Linked DNA regions of Gossypium hirsutum: region 1 is linked to region 2. Evidence: chromatin contacts called from public Hi-C data. All regions are on one chromosome and are shown on one strand. The core of a region is the stretch at or near the end of the contact, and the rest is flanking DNA. Distances in the headings are between cores, read along the strand shown. Region 1 holds the start of LOC107899675 (interactor of constitutive active ROPs 2, chloroplastic). Region 2 holds the start of LOC107899665 (DNA-binding protein S1FA).

The links. A called contact is a pair of places that touch in the nucleus more often than the background predicts.
Region 1: a contact with region 2 is called in a Hi-C map of leaf, with 1.9 times the contacts expected there. The contact joins the promoter of LOC107899675 here to the promoter of LOC107899665 in region 2. A contact is called at or near these places in 2 of 34 Hi-C or Micro-C datasets (both in leaf).

What each region holds. Positions count from the first base shown.
Region 1 is chrD04:43,114,365-43,118,587 of Gossypium_hirsutum_v2.1, forward strand. It overlaps LOC107899675 (interactor of constitutive active ROPs 2, chloroplastic), which reads left to right and starts at 2,118. Exons shown (of 4, transcript XM_016825444.2): 1 at 2,118-2,427; 2 at 3,460-3,543; 3 at 3,858-4,041; 4 at 4,202-4,223. The coding sequence starts at 3,524.
Region 2 is chrD04:42,933,031-42,936,804 of Gossypium_hirsutum_v2.1, forward strand. LOC107899665 (DNA-binding protein S1FA) reads left to right here and starts at 1,375. Exons shown (of 2, transcript XM_016825433.2): 1 at 1,375-1,820; 2 at 2,638-2,986. The coding sequence starts at 1,791. The coding sequence ends at 2,856. It overlaps LOC107899663 (L-type lectin-domain containing receptor kinase VIII.1), which reads left to right. Exons shown (of 1, transcript XM_016825431.2): 1 at 1-119. LOC107899664 (cell number regulator 8) reads right to left here. Exons shown (of 3, transcript XM_016825432.2): 3 at 3,325-3,774. The coding sequence ends at 3,554.

The DNA of each region.
Region 1 (4,223 bases), core at 868-3,367, 180 kb after region 2:
TGGCTCAATTTACATTTCATCATTTCCAATTCATCAACCAACTCATCATTTCATTACATAACATAATATGATTCAACCCCAATTCAAAGTCAATTTCATATTTTCATCAAGTTATATTATTTTCAATTTTATTCAATTTATTCCTCTATTTCAATAATCAATATCAATCATAACAATTCAATTCAAATAATCATTTTCAACTCACCTCAGTATCATATTATGCAAAACAATGTAAATATGTAACAATTATAATGATTCAAATCATAGAAATACAAACTGAAGACTCGAGTTACTTGTCGTCAGCTCTTGCCTTTCCTTTCACTCTCAACGGACTTGTGTCATCTATGCATTGACAACTATAATTAGTTTATTAAAGAACTTTGAAAATCATCTATGCATTGACGATCAAACTCATGAATCAAACGAAAACTTTATCTTTGACTAGAGTTTCATCTTATTGATTTTCTCACAACTTTTAATTATTGCTTTCTTTGTTAAGTTTAAATTGAGTTTTTCTATTTTCTATTTTTTTAAAAATTCCCTATCATCTTTATTTTGTTTATTTTTATTTAGGAAATAAAATTATCATTGGTCTTTATATATTCGACTTTATTTACTATTATTTTCTACAAGTTTATTTTTGAATAGAAATTGATTTTTGACGGTCTTAACAATCCTACAAATTTTGCCTGTTCCTAGGACTGGTATTAATAACTTTATTTCTTTTCATTATCCTTAACATTTGATCATGATTGCATATTCACAATATTTCGAATTCAAATAGGAGTTTCCAAGTAGAGCGAATGAAATAAAAAAAAAAAAATCTCTTGAGAATCAAATTTCTAAACTAACCTCTTTTATTTGACAATTGGTTGCATGTGTGATTTATGACTATTACAGTTAGTACACCGATATATATTCTACATTTCAAAAAGACTCCTATGAATTTATGAATACAATCAAATAGATATGATCCATATTCTAACACTTACAATCATGAATGGAAGGATACTTTAGTTGAGATGAAAATATCAAAATTGACCTAAAACAAAAAGAATGTAAATTCCAATGTTGTTGTTTAGCTGCACCCTTTGAATTGAATAATTCACTTCCTTGAATGACTTTTTGTTTTTAAATTAAATGAAGATTGAAGTAAAGTCATAGCTAAAAATTACTACTTAATTATATTTGATTATTGTGGTTTGTTTGTATTTTAGGAGAAGGATACATGCCAGTTTCTTATGGATGAATCAACTCTGTTTTTATATGCTTTGACATCAATTGATTAATTCTAGAGTTAAAAAAAAGAAGAAGGAGAAACCGAGTATGCATATTCGGACGGTGAGAAATGAGTAAATCGAATCGAGTTAATTGAAAAAATCGAAAAAAATTTTCATATTTCGAGTTATTTGAATTATTCGAGTTGAATTTCACAATTCAAATAACTCGAATAATTTGAATAACAAATTGGTATAAATATCCTTTTAGTCATTGTCAACTTTAAGAATAAGTAAATTAGTTTCTATCTCAACAGAATTACAAAAAAAAATCAAAATAATTTTCAAAAAATTCAAAATAATTTTTAAATCTAAAATATTTATAAAAAAATCAAAACTTGTACTTAAATTTTTTTAAAAAAAATACTAAAAAGTATATAAAAAAGTTAAAATTTTTTAAAAAATTTAAAATAATAATTTTGAATTAATTAATGATTCAAATTTATCATACTCAAGTATCTTAATTTTTATTATTTTATTTTGAATTTTTTTTAAATATATATAATTTTAAATTTATTTGTTAACCCATATGATAACTTGATAATCAAAGTTATTTATCACCTCATGTGATCTGGGTTTGAATTTAATTTTATCTAATTTAACTGAAAATTTCTTCACCGATCCAAATCCTAATTAAAACAAAAAAGAAAGAAACTGAGTATGCAGCTAGTTTTAACCTTGGGTTGGGACTTGGGAGCCTCAACAGCACCAATCATAACGTAGCAGCAGTTGAGTAAGGAGAGGAGCGTCAAACAGCGCGTGAAAAAGGAGCGTGGTGCTTTAATCAATCACAATCTCCTGTATAGGTAAACGTCCCTATAAGCCAATAGCTTTTGCTTCCTCTTTCCCTTCACTGACATTCAACAAAAACAGTAAAACAAACAAAAGTAAGAAAATATATAAAAGAAAGCGAGCTTCTCAAAAAAAGAAGAAAATATAAGAAAGAGAGACTTGGCCTTAGGGAACCTGAGCAGTGAGCATTGATAGAGCAGGAAAAGAACCTCAGCTCCAAGAGAAGCTTTAACTTAACCAACCCTGTTTGGTTTTGGGTTTTCCAGGGTTCATTATTTCCAAGCCTTTTACATTTGTTCTTTTTCCTGAAAATATTAACTGAAGCTAGCTATCTCAAGGACTACCATCCATCCTTCAGGTAAAAACTAAAAACCCAGCTCTGTTTTCTCCTTATCCTTTCTGTTAAACATGTATGTTTCAGGTTATATTTCATTTTTCAGCAATGTAAATTTCTAGTGGTGTTCATGTTCCTTTAGTTCCTTCATCAGAAAAGATTGTTTCTAAATGTGTTTAAGAGTGAGTAGGTTTTGCTTTATGTTAACAATTATATCTGTCTCTCTCGTTCTTCATACCCTTTTTTCCTGCTTGCCTTTTTTTATATATCCTTGAAACTATGTCTTCTTCAAGTTCATCTACTCCATTTTGCATTGTTCATTTAATTCTTTCTTCCATGTTTTACTTTCAAAGTTATCAAGCAAAATTTGGGGAAGATAAACGAGATTTTTCATGGAGTTATAGAGCTTTTTGGTCTTAAATTTGCAGGAGAAAATGGAAATATAGGAAAAAGTAGTTTTATTGGATTGGTTGGGTACACCCCACTGCCACATTTTTTCATTAAGAACATAATGTTTCAGTTTTTTGGTCCAAAAGTAATGTAAATAAACAAATTTTAATTCCAAACTGAGTACGAGCAGTCCCTCATGGATTATTAATTTACTTCGTTCATTTCTAGCTGGTCCTTCGTGGTTTCAATAATGTGGGATCTCCTTTTTTGATCGTTGGTTTCAATAATGTGTTGTGTAGCAAATCTTTCACTAGAGACAGAGAGAGTGGAAAGATGGTTTTTTTTTAATAATATCATCATATTTGCTCTTTTTTAGATAATGCCTAGAACTACTCATAGCTCCTCCCAACTCATAAATTGGAGAATAATCCACTTCAGCGTACTCGAACACATGTATGGCAACTTTATTTTTCCTTTCATTTTAAATTAGGTCATTTTGGTTCTGGTTGGTAGTAGTGGAATTAGTTTCTGTGGAGTTTCTTCGAAGGAATTGTATTTGATTGTTTGTTGGTTAAGGCTTGATATACATTCCAGCTTGCACAACCTCTACATCTATAATATCAGAATCTACCCAATGTAACTTCTCAATCCATGATTTTTTTGCAGCTTGTGTGGGCCAAGTCGGGTTTGAAGCAGAGCCCTTTTACCAGTTCAAGGGGATATATAAATCATGCAGACCCCAAAAGCAAGGTAAGATCCTCATTAGTTGCACGGTATATTGTTAAACCCTTTTTTCACCCCCTTTGAAGTAGGGCAGTTTGTAGTTGTTTAGCTTGTGCTTGAAAAAATGGTTGCAACATTAACTTCTTTAAGGTGGGTGACTGCTTAGCTATGAAGTTGTTAGTAAGCTATCGATCCGCCCTGCATTATGATTGGTTATATAGAAAGTTGTAGAAGTAGTTACAACCTCCTGAAAGAAGCTCTTGTATGATGTAATAGTAGTCATCGACTAGAAGCTTCATTGATGTTTTTTTACTTGTATCGAGTTTCATTGTTTTTGGCAGTAAAACAAGCCCCCTAGAAGTGCCTCAGAGAAACTCTTCTGCTACACCTCGAACTTCTCATCAAATGAAGATATCAGGATCTGATGCTGGCACGGTTTCATCCCCAAATCCTGCAAGTAAGACACCCAAAGATAGAAGTCCGAAGGTTACTGAGCGTAAAGCATTGAGAAGCCCGGTATCTGAGGTATTCTTTGGTCACTTATGAATGGTTAAGAATAGGATGATGCTTACCGTAATGAAATCTGCAAATTGTTTTCCGTTATTACCGGATAGTTGTCTGTTTTTACTTCTCCACTTGATTACTCGCACTGACAAAATGTCCAAATGTTTGGTGTGAGCTCTAGAAAAAGCGTGCAAGCCGAGTGA
Region 2 (3,774 bases), core at 125-2,624:
TACAGTGAAAAATGTTTCATATTTATTATTTTATTTTATTTTTAATTAAGAAACTTTATTGAGTGGCGGTTGGTCATGGATCAAAGCAATGAAGGAAAGAATCATCATTTTTTATAAAATTGTTTAATTGGGTAATAAGGAAAATGAGAAAGCAATTACATGGAGTGGGTTGTTTGGGAGAAAAGTATGTACTAAACTTGATTCTAAACTTATTTCTGATTACTTCCTTTTTAAACACTTTTATTCAGAAGCACGTCTCTTTTTGTATCTCTTTTAAAAGGAGGAAAAAGTCAAAGGTGCCCACAACCAGTTGCTGGATTAAGCATTTCTTAATACTAACTACTACTATTGTCTTGGTTCAAGTCCCTCTCTGACCCCCCCCCCCAATTCTGGTGCTCAAAACTCAGTTTTTAGAGGCAACTTTACCTCAATTTTACAAAAAAAAAAATCATTTTTACCCTACATTTATTTTATTTTTTTAACTCTTAAACTTATGTTTTTTTTTTGAAATCACCCTAAAATGGATAAAAGAAATTAAACGTTTTCTATTTTGCTGACGTGACATACACATAGATTATTATGTGGATGACACATCAGCATTTAATTAATTTTTTAAAATTTAAAAAATTTATTTAAAAAAATATAATTTTTCTAAATTTTTTTAAAAAAAATCAATGGCATATGCCACATTAGCATAATGCACAAACATCAACTTTTCCATAATTTTTGGGTTGCTTTGGCAAAAAAATACAAGCTATGAGAGTTAAAAAAAAGATGGAAAAAATTGAAAACTAAAATAATGATGAGATATTTTGATGTAAAAGTAATAATTTATAAATGACTAGAATAATTGAAACAGTATGATGAACTTAATTAAATAATAATAATTATAATTATAATATAATATTGTAAACATCTTTTTATTTGTAACGGGTACTCTGCCATGATACATAGGTTCTACTATAACCTAAAAACAATAAAAGTAAAAGTAACCCTCCAAGTCCCATAAAACTCACTGGATTTTACCCAATCCACTGGGCCGTGTTACTATCTGGGTTCAAAGTCCAATTATCAGTTGGATCCATTCAACTGCCAAATGGATATCCGAATTCGTTTGATTACCAGAAACCGGTTTTTGTTTTTGTTATTTTGGTTCCCAACTTGTGTTAGTGAGGAGCTCCAACCTTGAGTTCGCACTTGTGTCACGGGCCGCAGTTCAAAGCCCGTGACCAGCGCACCAAATGCATCCAATGGAGGTCTGTTGCTCAGATGGGGATCATTTGGCCTACGAGAACTGGCCCGATTCAAAGAGCTGTTGGACAGGCCTGTCACATTGAAGCCTGATGGGCCCGATAATGAAGATAGGACTATGTAGTCTTGGAAGTTCTAATTGTACACAGCTTCTAATTCTGTAAACTTAGAGTCCTAATTGAATACAGCTTTTAATTGTAGCCATCGATTTTGGGGGAGCTCAACTATAAATAGAGAGCCTCCCCTCATTTGTACTAACTCCTGAATTTTACTCAAACTTTTCTCTCAAGCGTTCTTGCTTTTGTTCATCTTTCAAAGATCGTTCTTAATTCGTTCTTCCACTGTTCTTCGTGGAAACTTTAAGGGAATTCTGTTGAATCCTTTATTGTTGCGAGTTGAGCTGACTTAGGCGTTTTTACGGTTGAATCCTTTATCGGTGGAAGTTAGGCTGACTTAGGCGTTTTTAAGCCAAAAAACTGCCTAAGGCCGCACGGATGTGTGGGAAAACTCCAAGTCCGTGACACTTGGACTTGGCAGTCATGTCAGACGAGTTCGAGTTCGCCGATAAGGTCCCTCCCTCCTTTGATCGCTTGGTTTTGCTCCCCTTAATTTCAATGGCTTTTCACTGAGATGAGATCCGTGCTAAATCAGTTCAAATTTAGAGATCTGGTTTTGTTTCCTTTGCTTATTACTTGTTACAGTTCCGATCTAGTGCAGTGGTGCTTTTTCAAATTAATTCCCATTTTTTTAGACTTTTTCTTGCTCTTTCTCATGCTTAATTAAGATATTGTTACTTGTTTATTTTTGCATGCAAACTTATCAAACTATCCTGTTTTTTTTTCTTCTTCTTCTCGATATTTTGATTGAAATAAAGCTGCAACATCGTGGAAACTATTAACACTATCTTTATGTGGGATTTGATCAGTCAATTTGGGTTGGGTTCTTTTTGTTCATCCATACCTCTCCACAATTCTGACTGAAAAAACATAAAAGAACAGTGAAAGATGAAAGCTTTAGTTGACTGCCTGAAAATTCTTCATTCAGTTTGCGATACATCCGATAATTTCGTCAACAATCTACTTAAAACACAGACATAGGTATTTGAATTATCAGTATCCATGGATAAATTTCTGGGGTCTCAATGTAAGTGTGATCTCTTAAAATCTTGATGATAGATGTATATGTTTTGCAGAAATGTTTGTATGCACGTATACTTCATAGAATCTTTCATGTAGCAAGGATCTTTTGTAGTAGGGCTAAGTTTTCCTGTTTGCTCTCTATGGTATTTTGAAAAGATTAACAGGCTGAAGACAAGTATTGAGCAGCTAGTTGTCTTTATGTGCAAAATTACATGCGTGATGACTTTAGTTTCTGCTAATGCAATAGGGAAACAAGATTATTTATCAAACTGAGGCCAAAGGATTCAATCCTGGCTTGATAGTGCTGCTGGTTGTTGGGGGGCTACTGCTAACATTCCTTGTTGGGAACTATGTACTTTACTCGTATGCACAGAAGACTCTTCCACCTAGAAAAAAGAAGCCAACATCAAAGAAGAAGATGAAGAAAGAGAGGCTGAAGCAAGGAGTTTCTGCACCAGGAGAATAACAATTTTCTTCCTGTTTAGTTTCCAGAGAGTTGTCTTGGTTGAGCAAACATCTTAATCTCATATTTGGTAGACTAGGAGGTAAAATACTGATTTTCTGTTTCATTAATTGCAGTTTATCTGTCTCATATCTATTGCCCTCTACTCTTTATTTCCTTTTCATTTTCCATATGAACTATTCGTAGGAACAAATCACCCCAAACAATGTCTACTTGTGTGTTCTTATACCTATACATGTTCGAACTAAGATTTAATCCTTTTATATATATATATATATATATATAAGAAAAACCTGAAAACAATATATTAAGTATACTCGCATTAGATGATTAACATGGATTCTATAAGTTAAATTCAACCCTATGAATCCAACATGAGTTTATTCAAGAACTAGGAGATATGAAAAAGAGACAGAAAAAAAGTATTAACTGTGAATTGTGAAAGCACCAATTTCTTTTAAGAAAAAGAAATAGAAAAGAAGTGTAATATTTACTATATTATACACATAAAATACTTAAAAACCATATGTCCATCAATATGTTATTGTGCTTGACCACAACAAGCAATCAAACTTCAGTGGGTAGAGTTTGAACAACATAGATAACCTTCAACACAATTTTATCGCATGACATCACGCTGACAAAAACATGGACAAGGCGGCAACAAGCTATTCGAATTCAGGACATGACCAGCATGAACTCAGTCACCACGGCCCATGGTCTGCTCGCCAGGAGGGATCATGACCAGCACAGGCTGAGCATTGAACCCTGGGTGAGGCAACCTTCGACGAAGCTCACGGCCTTCCTGGCAAAGAGCACATGCATGGCAGAAAACATGTGTTGCAAAGTCACAGGCGGACTCGCACTGTTCACGTTGCACTTCATCTTCCAAACAGCATCCACCTGACCTGTTAAGTGCCT